Linked DNA regions of Hordeum vulgare: region 1 is linked to region 2. A link is a contact called in public Hi-C data. All regions are on one chromosome and are shown on one strand. Each heading gives the region's core, a stretch centred on a gene start, on an enhancer-like site or on the middle of the called end of the contact. The rest is flanking DNA. Distances are from core to core; before and after follow the strand shown. Region 1 holds the start of LOC123451169. Region 2 holds the start of LOC123447831 (F-box/kelch-repeat protein At2g44130-like).

Region 1 (4,401 bases), core at 758-3,257, 450 kb before region 2:
ACCCGCCGGCCGCTTCGAGGTGTCGCCGAACTTGAGGTGGATGATGCTCAGGTCCTCGCCCAGCTCCTTGATGTACGTCGCGTCAACCAGGTCAGACTCCCACTGCTGCACGTGATAACAGCAACAGCACATTGGATTGGTAAAATGCTCACTGGAGGATATTTTTTTGTATAGTGAACTCCAGCTAAGCGTAACTAGTTGGCAGGGTTAATAATGCAATGTTAGCGGACTAGCCTTTCTTGTGAGGAATATCAGAACAGTAGCTACATCCAAAACGGTAGAAGCTCAGTCTACCAGATGAGGGAGGAACAGGACCAATGGACCATCCGAACATGCATGGTGGGCAACCTAGCGCCATGATCACCGAGTGGTGTACTTAAAGAGGTTAGGTAGGAGTATTGATATTTTGCACCCAGCCTAGTTACATAACTTTCGAGTCAAAGAATGGCCACTGCACGTTCGTCTGTCCTATGCATCTTATTTTGTTTGCGTATATGCAAATTCACGGTTCGACTGTACTCTAAAAATATCACATGCCTTCCTTGTAGGCCTAAAAACAAAGTTACCACTAATATCGGCACTTTCAAGGGTTTGGATATCCAGTTCCTAAGTTTGCTGTTTAATTCCATTTTATTCTGTATAGTTGGAAGGAAGATGCATCTGGCTCCACATGCGCGTGGGCGTGGCCATATGGGGCGGCCATGCATGTCTGCATGCGATTGCCACCGATTAATCACAGATTGCACACATGCATGCATCTAGTTAATCATCCTCGTATGGCGTGCTCTCTGCTCGCTCTGGGATCTCGAGGTCAAATGATTTGGCTCGTACTTGTGGGCTCGCAAACTCTCGCGTGCCCGCTCGCTTGCAGCTGCTCCATGTCAGATAGTGGTAAAATAAGTGCAGTACGCACCCACAGAATCAATTACTGCCCCCCTTCACGGTTGGCCTGTGCAACGCTAGGCAGGCTGCGAATGGAATTCGGTCACGGGTGTATCAATACATAGACATGCATGTGTTGTTGGGTCGGCAAGTCACGCGACGCGTTACCGTCACCTCCGTGACCAATTAAAGCGGTCATAACTTGTCCAGCTAGTCGAGCCAGCCAGCTGCTGCCAAAGTGGCTCCGAGACTACCATCCCAGTGGTACTACTACCCAGACTAACCCATCATTATTGATAAAATAAGTACACTTCTGCTGGTTCGTGAGCCCAAATCACACACAGCGAATTCTCTGAAAACAGTTACTGTAATACTGTAGTATACAGAAGAAGAAAGAAGAAGAAAAGGAAATGAAGATTTCATATGCGTTACCTTTGCTGCGTCGACGGCGTTGGCGACGGCCATGAACTGCTCCGGCGAGACGGCGTAGAGCAGCCACCGGCTCCGGAACATCTGCCCCGTCCCCGACCGCCGCTTCGCTATCTCCACGCCGTTGCAGTACGCCAGCGTCTGCCACCCGCCGTCCTCCTCGTCGCCGCCTCCTCCCCCGCCGCGTCCGGCGCCGCCCGAGTCCGACGCCGCGAGCAGCTCCTGGATGCAGCTCTCGCTAGCGTAGCTCACGTACCTCCTCAAAGAATCCTCACTTATGGACCTACAAACAAATTAATTACAAGCCGCAAAACACGATCAGGCCTGACCTTCTTGTGATCAGAACTGAAGATCACGATACACTACTACTTGCTGACAAACTAAGAAGCAAAACGGGAGCACATATGTCAACTGATTAGCATTAGCAATCACGTACCATGACCTCGAGCAGACCGAAGGGGAGGAAGATGTGGGGGAGCTGCCATTGCTCATGCTTCTTCTTCTTCTTCTTGTCACGAACGAAGTTTGTGCTTGTGCCTAGGATGATGATGTTTTGAGATGAGGAAGAGAAATGGATGGGCAGGTATAACTATTAGGCTTTCTGGTCGATGAGATGGCCGAGCTATGTAGCTAGCGAGGCTGTATTAGCCTAGATGGAGCAGGTTTAGCTTTTATATATGGAGAGACTGGGGTTGGAGAGGCGAGGTTTTATGACGGAGAGGCAGGAAGAGTGAGTAGGAAACGGAGGTGGAGCCACATGCAGTGATCGGGGCACATGGAGATGCCAGTGACAGAGAGGGCGGTGGCCGGCCGGTGGTGGCTCTGCTCTGCCCTCCGCCATACACCACAGGGTAAAATAAAGACAAAAGGGCACTAGAAAAAACGCAAATATTTCTGTACTTTGCTCTCCATCATGCTAGTACCAGTATTTCTTTTGCTACTACCTAGGAACTTGGAACTTTACAGCATGTAACTTGATGAAGAGTTGTTGCATGTACATCACTAATTTGCCTAGTGCAATATGTGGAGTACAATGTTCAGAAAGTCTTGATTTGCACCAGAGTTGTTTGTAAGGTGATTTAGTGGTTGCATTTTAGCTGTGTATTTGATTAACTCTAGAGCAGTGCAAATGCTAAAGGTGGTGGTAAGGATATATGCTTTTCCTTTGGAGTTTGGAGACCATCACAATAAAGAGACGAAGAAGCAAAGGTAGATGCCGGGGGAAGGTTTCTGCACATGGCATGTTGGCAGGACTGCTCTACAAAGGAAAGAATTGTGGGCTTTAAGAGACTGATTTAATTATGGTTAAGTGAGGTTAAAGTTGTGAATCAAAGGAGAGGTTAGAGGATTGCTTTTGGGGCGCTTGTCCTTCTTTCCTGTGGGGTTTGGGGGCTATGATATGCTCTCATTGCCTATACATGTGCCAACCAAGCTCCACGTCGGAGCCAAGAGGACCATCGTGACCCTTTCTGTCAACTAGAATTGGTTGTGATATTCAAAGGGGTACTTAGGAAGTAGTAGGTGCCACATTTAGTAGCTCCCGACGTGGAAGAGGTGAAATGTGATAAAATGTGCAGGCTGGCAGATCAGAGTTGCCATGAGAAAATAAGTTTGTCAAATCTAGACCAGATTTTGGTTGTTTAACCTGTTGGGACATAAGAAAGAGCTTATGCACTATAAGTTACTTTGCTTGTTTTGGAGTAAGCTCGTTCTCATGTCCCATCAAAGGAATGATACTCCCTCCGTCCCAAAATAAATGACTCGATAGTGACTCAACTTTATACTTATTAAAGTTAGTATAAAATTGAATCATTTTTAAGTCATTTATTTTGGGACGGAGGAAGTATTACTTAGGACACCAATAACGCGTTGACGTTCCGTTAGAGAGGTCACCGAATGAACGAAAGTTCCCTACAAAAGGCTTGTTTGAGCTAACAACATCATCCCGGAGTGTTCCCTAGAAAAACTACTCTCACTGAACGCTCGTGAATTGCCATGCTATAATAGATCCATTTGTCATGCTATTGCAGACAGATTTGCCATGTTGAAAAAAAGGCATGCTAGCAGAAAAATTGTCGGGAATTTGCCATATCGTGGCAGAGTAAATTGCCATGCATACCGGAGATTTTCACATGACAATTTTTTTTTGCCACCTAGAGTATGAGAAATTTGCCACAAAATGACAATGATTTGCCATGTTACAAGAAGATAAATGACATGATATAACATAGAGATTTGTGATGCTGCAGAAAAGAATTGACACGCGTGTCTTCAGGAATTTGCCATGCTGCGTACGAAGAACTGCCATCCTACAAATATAAATTACCAAGATGCTAATATAGGGAAAAAAAGTTCCCTCACAAAGTGGCAACGGAGCGAAAGATTGCGTTTTGCCCAGGCCTTCCCTCCCAATGGTCTTCTCATCGAACACGCTGTGATTTGTGCAAGAAGATCGGGCAGGCCACATGGTGTTTGCTTGGATTTTGTTGGGAGCTGACATCAGTTCGTCAACATTTAGGACTGTATTTGATGATGGAAAATCTGCTATCAGAGCTTCAATAGTCTTCTGGAATCAACCCGAAGGCACTGGGTATTTTCCTTTTGAAAAGGAAAAAAGGTCCTTCAACCAAACAACGATGACAAAGGAAAGAATGATAGTGTTGCGCATCCACTCACAATGACATATAGAGAGGAGGTGAGTGAGAGGAATTTGGTGTGATGGTCGTCTCCCTTGAGGTGGATCGAAGAAGATAAATGTCAATGGACGACCAACGCGGAAACTACATGAACCATATTTTTCATGATTTGGATGGGTACATTTTTTTGTTGGCTTTACCCAATTTAAAAGTTACATAGTTTACCTATTTGTCATGATCTTGTGACATATTATTATTATTATTATTATTATTATTATTAGCTCAAGCTTTTTTTTGTGGAAGATTAATTTGCTCAATCTGAGAATCGATCCATTTATTAGGATGGCCGAGTAGCTGATTGGCAGGACAACTAAGTGCTTATTTGTTTGGGTGTACTAAAATATGTTAAACTTTCTGAAAGTTTAAGAAATTATGTCAAATTATGCTGAACAAT
Region 2 (4,371 bases), core at 1,656-4,155:
GAACAACGATGTGGCCCGACTCACTTTGGAGTCTTAGGCTTTCGTCCGATGTCCATGGTCCGAAGGTGTCGGGCAAAGGTAGGGCTTCACCACGACCCTTCAAGGAGGAAAAACGACGTCTGCAGACGTTGTGCCGTCTAGGCTTTCATCCGAAGCCACGACCGACGCCATTCTCACGCAGGAGCCACCAACCTCACCGTCCGCAAACGCCGACAAGCCGAAGCCGACCAAACCGGCCAGATCTGGCGCTCACCACCGCACTACCATGGAGACCACACGTCACTGCCACGATCCCAAAGCGTGGCCAGCATCGGCACCACATCGTCGGCCGCCCTAGCACCGTCCACACCCGCCACCTTTGCACCCCGCGACAAATCGACGTGCGCCGCCACAAGATCCGCCGCGCACACGTCGTACCACCCTGGCTCAGACGAGCGCGTGTGCGCCCACGCAGCCGCCGCAGCAAGGACGCCCATCCACGCCCAGGCACCGCCATGCGCCTCGCTGCCGCCATGCCCCCACGCCGAACATCGCGCCCCTGCCGATCACCGTGTCCCGCGCCGCGATGCACCGCGTCGAAGAGGAAGATGGCCCCGCCGCCGCCCACGCAAGCCAGGATTTGCCTGGCCGTGCACGCCGGCGACGAAGAGGGAAGGCGGGAAGTGACCGCAGGCGGCGGCTAGGGTTTCGCCCAGCCGCTCGCGGGCGGGGCGAAGGGGGTGTGGGTGTCCCCTGCAAATTTCACGTTGCCCAAGCCAAGAAGATGGATGGATGCAGCTAACAGCAACCTAACGGCGTCAGGATTCCTCCCGATAATAAAAGTTGGCTACAGCTGATGCCCGTCCGTGCTAGATGGTCCAGAATCGTGGGCCAAGCACGGACGCCATAATCGGTTGGCGACGTGGGAGGAGAAACGGATGGGGACGGATAGCTGGCCGGTTCGCTGTTGCGTGGAGTGCGAGGCCTCACCTAGCGATTAATTATAGAAAGAATCGGCTGGCAAGGTCAGCTCCTCTTCGGGTCCAGCAGCCGGGGCGGCGGGGGCGCAAATAAAATGAAAAATGAAAATTGTGCGGAAAGAAACGTAAAGATGATTGTTCGACGGCGGCGAGCCACCGGCATTACATCGAGATGTGTTCAGCCACGAAACAGACGGACATTTGAGACGGTACCAGCAGCCTTTGTGAGCTGCAGCAGAACTGGATCTCGACAGAAGACGGAGGAACCACGTATGATCTTCCAATCCAACTGACAATAATATGTACAAGTACAACGACTCATTGCTAAGATCACGGAACAATCCTCCATCATCGAACACCAAAACACCACGCTGTCTCACAACAGAAATGGCAGGCTGTCTCAACAGCAAAGAGTTGGGGAGGAGAGGAGAGTTTACACCCATGGTGACAGATCTGACAAGCTACAATCCTCTAGTTATTTTTTGTTGTTTTCTTCTTGGCGATGATGCCTCATGCTTTTTTTTTTTGTTCTTTTCCTGGCGATGATTCCTCCGGAGTAGTAGTAGTTGATTGCATCCGGGATGCGCAGATCTCAGGCGATGAGACCGCGGATCTCAGATCCATCAATGGCAACTCAAGAACGTGCATACATACTCACTAGTAGTAGTAGTAGTCTTCTTGGTCGGGAGCGGCGCCGGGGAAGGATCTCATCAAACGCGGACGGATGCCAGGGAGAAGACGAAGCCGGCGAACTGCGGCGGAGGGCGCACCACGGTCCAGTTCTTGGACTTGACGTCGAACACCCACAGCGCGTGCCCGCCGCCGCCGCCGCCTCCCTCGGACTCGATGGCGCCGGTCACTACCACGCGCTCGCCGCCGCCGACGGCGACCGCGCGCGCCGTGCCGGCCTTGAGACCAGGCGGGTAAGGCCCCACCTCGAGCCAGCCCCGGCGCTCCCCGCGCCACTCCATCACGGCCGTGCCCTCGATGCACCACACGCGGCCGCGCACCACCACGTGGGCCGCCGACGGCGGGGCGCGCACGCGCTCCAGGCGGCGCCACTCGCGGGTCGCCGGGTCGAACCACTCGGCGTCCCGCTCGAACCCTCCCTGACGCCCCGTGCGGTACCCGCTGACGGCAAGGAACCGGTCGCCGGCGACGGTGGCCATGCCGTCGCACTCGTCGCGCTCCTCCGACATGTCCGGGAGCGGGTCCCAGCCGTCGGCCTCCGCGTCGTACGCCTCGGCCGTCTTGAGCGCGTTCTTGAGCTTGTCGTGCCCGCCGGCGACATAGATCTTGCCCCCCGCCTCGGCGCACGCGAAGAAGGACCGCGCGGACCGCATCGGCGCGCCGCGGTGCCAGACGCCGGTGGCGGCGTCCAGCACGTTGACGTCCGCCACGGGCTCGAAGGTCTTGGGGTCCCAGCCGCCCATCACGGCGAGGCGGGTGCCCACGGCCGCGCACTGGGCGAACATCGGCACCGGCGGGGCCGAGCTCTCGCGGTGCCACTCCCCGGTGGTGACGTTGTACACGGCCACGCCGTACGCCGGGGCGTCCTCGGGCGCCGCGTCGTCGCCGGCCACCGGGTTGCCGAACTGCATGAGGAAGACCAGATCCTCGTTGGCGCCGGCCTCGGCGCGCGCCAGGGCGAACTCCGGGGCGGCGGCGGCGCTCCGCCAGCCGCGGCACACGCGGCGCATCGAGCGGTAGGATCCGTGCGGGACGCGCGCCAGGCAGTCGACGGCGACGTCGTCGGGCATCCCCGGGATGAGGTCGACGTGGTCGGCCTCCCACCCCTGGACACGGCTCTTTGGGTTCATCATAGCTTGTGACTTGTGTGAGCTTTGCTGCTGCTTCTGGATGGCGCTCTCCGTCCGTGGGAGAGGGCGATAAATAGAAGGCTGGCGGAGCTACGGGACACGCATACTGATTGATTGGGGCCTGTGTGACAGCTGGTGAGCGAATAAGAAAAATGCAACAACTTGATGGTAAAGCTGTTGCAAGCGGCTGTTTTTTCAGCCGGATTTGTGCGCTGTTGTGTTGTTTAAAGTGAGACCCTAACATGCCCTCTCAATAATTGGACGATGTCATCTAAAAAAATTGGACGATGCATTTGCTCTTTTAGATGAAAAAAAGGCTCCTGCCCCGTTCCATTTCAAAGAAACAATACAATACAATACAATACAATAGTACAATACAGAGTTGTGCAGGATTTTTCAAGGACTACCAACGGGAAATAAAACAGCCAAGTTTTTACAAGAGAGCATACGTCGGTCCCAGCAAGGCTGGTGAATTTAAAATGATCAACGGAAAAGTTACATGATAATACAACTATGGGAAAATAAAAACATCAGAAAGTCCTACCCCATCCGCCGCTCCACCATAGGCCTGAATGATCCTTAAGGTTGCTTTCGGTTGATAGGAATTTGGAGAAGGTTTAACAGGAACTGAAGGGGATTGAATCTCATGCAAGTCAAATTCTTTCAAATCCCTTCCAATCCCTTTGGGAGAGGGAGTAACCGAACAAAGCCCAAAGCACTCCCTGCTGCTTCAGCCTGGCTCTAGCCACGGTAAATGGGGGGGGGGGGGGCTTCTTGAAGCATCGCAACGTGCCCTCTTGCATATCTTTCACGTGAAGCAAGCAATAGCCACCTTCTTCAGTAACCGGATCCTCTAACTTACACAAGGCAAGTTAGAGAGATGTCATCTTTGTCTAAAATGGGGAAGGGAAGTTAGAGAAGGCGCATTGTTCAAAAATTATTGTTGTTCGCGTTTCACTATGGTTTATCACTCATTCTATATCATTATGTTAGGTTGTGATTTACGGGAATCTAGTGAAGGGAAGTCAGGGTAACGTACCTTACGTGACTTTCCTTCCAATGTTAGATGATCTGAATCGTAACATTTCTACTTCTCAAGATAGCTCACAGAGCAGCAAACATGAACCAAGTTACTCGTTTGATTCGAGAGTTGCAAACTTAGCTAAAATTGTCCACAAGAACTCACGGTGCGATACATAATATGCAACACAATTAATGGAGCATTGGTCGATGAAGCCCGGTCGACTGCCCACGCTAGCCGGACATTGGCTCTGCCACGGCCGGTGAGGGTGCTAATAATATTCCAAACTTCAGTATCTACCACACAATCAAAAAATTAGGTGGTGATGAGATTCGGCTTCACTACACAACACGCAGGAAACATCCTCAAAATGTTGTCTCTTGCCAAGGTTATCTCTAGTTAGTAATTTGTTATTAGACAAAAGTGATAGTCTGCTAGTACACATGGTTTAGTTGTAGCCTTTTAAAGGTAAGAGTATCTGTTGGGACATATTTCTCCATATGTAGTTTTGGTAATTGATGACAATCCCTATGGACTTATATTTGATTGACTTATATACGAAGGATTTGTC

The links. A called contact is a pair of places that touch in the nucleus more often than the background predicts.
Region 1: a Hi-C map of seedling shows a contact between it and region 2, with 2.1 times the contacts expected there. The contact joins the promoter of LOC123451169 here to the promoter of LOC123447831 in region 2. A contact is called at or near these places in 1 of 6 Hi-C or Micro-C datasets (seedling) and 1 of 1 datasets of contacts at active chromatin or transcription factors (embryo).

What each region holds. Positions count from the first base shown.
Region 1 is chr4H:50,519,458-50,523,858 of MorexV3_pseudomolecules_assembly, reverse strand. It overlaps LOC123451169, which reads right to left and starts at 2,007. Exons shown (of 3, transcript XM_045128181.1): 1 at 1,748-2,007; 2 at 1,315-1,594; 3 at 1-105. The coding sequence starts at 1,803.
Region 2 is chr4H:50,071,748-50,076,118 of MorexV3_pseudomolecules_assembly, reverse strand. It overlaps LOC123447831 (F-box/kelch-repeat protein At2g44130-like), which reads right to left and starts at 2,905. Exons shown (of 1, transcript XM_045124518.1): 1 at 1,213-2,905. The coding sequence starts at 2,782. The coding sequence ends at 1,670.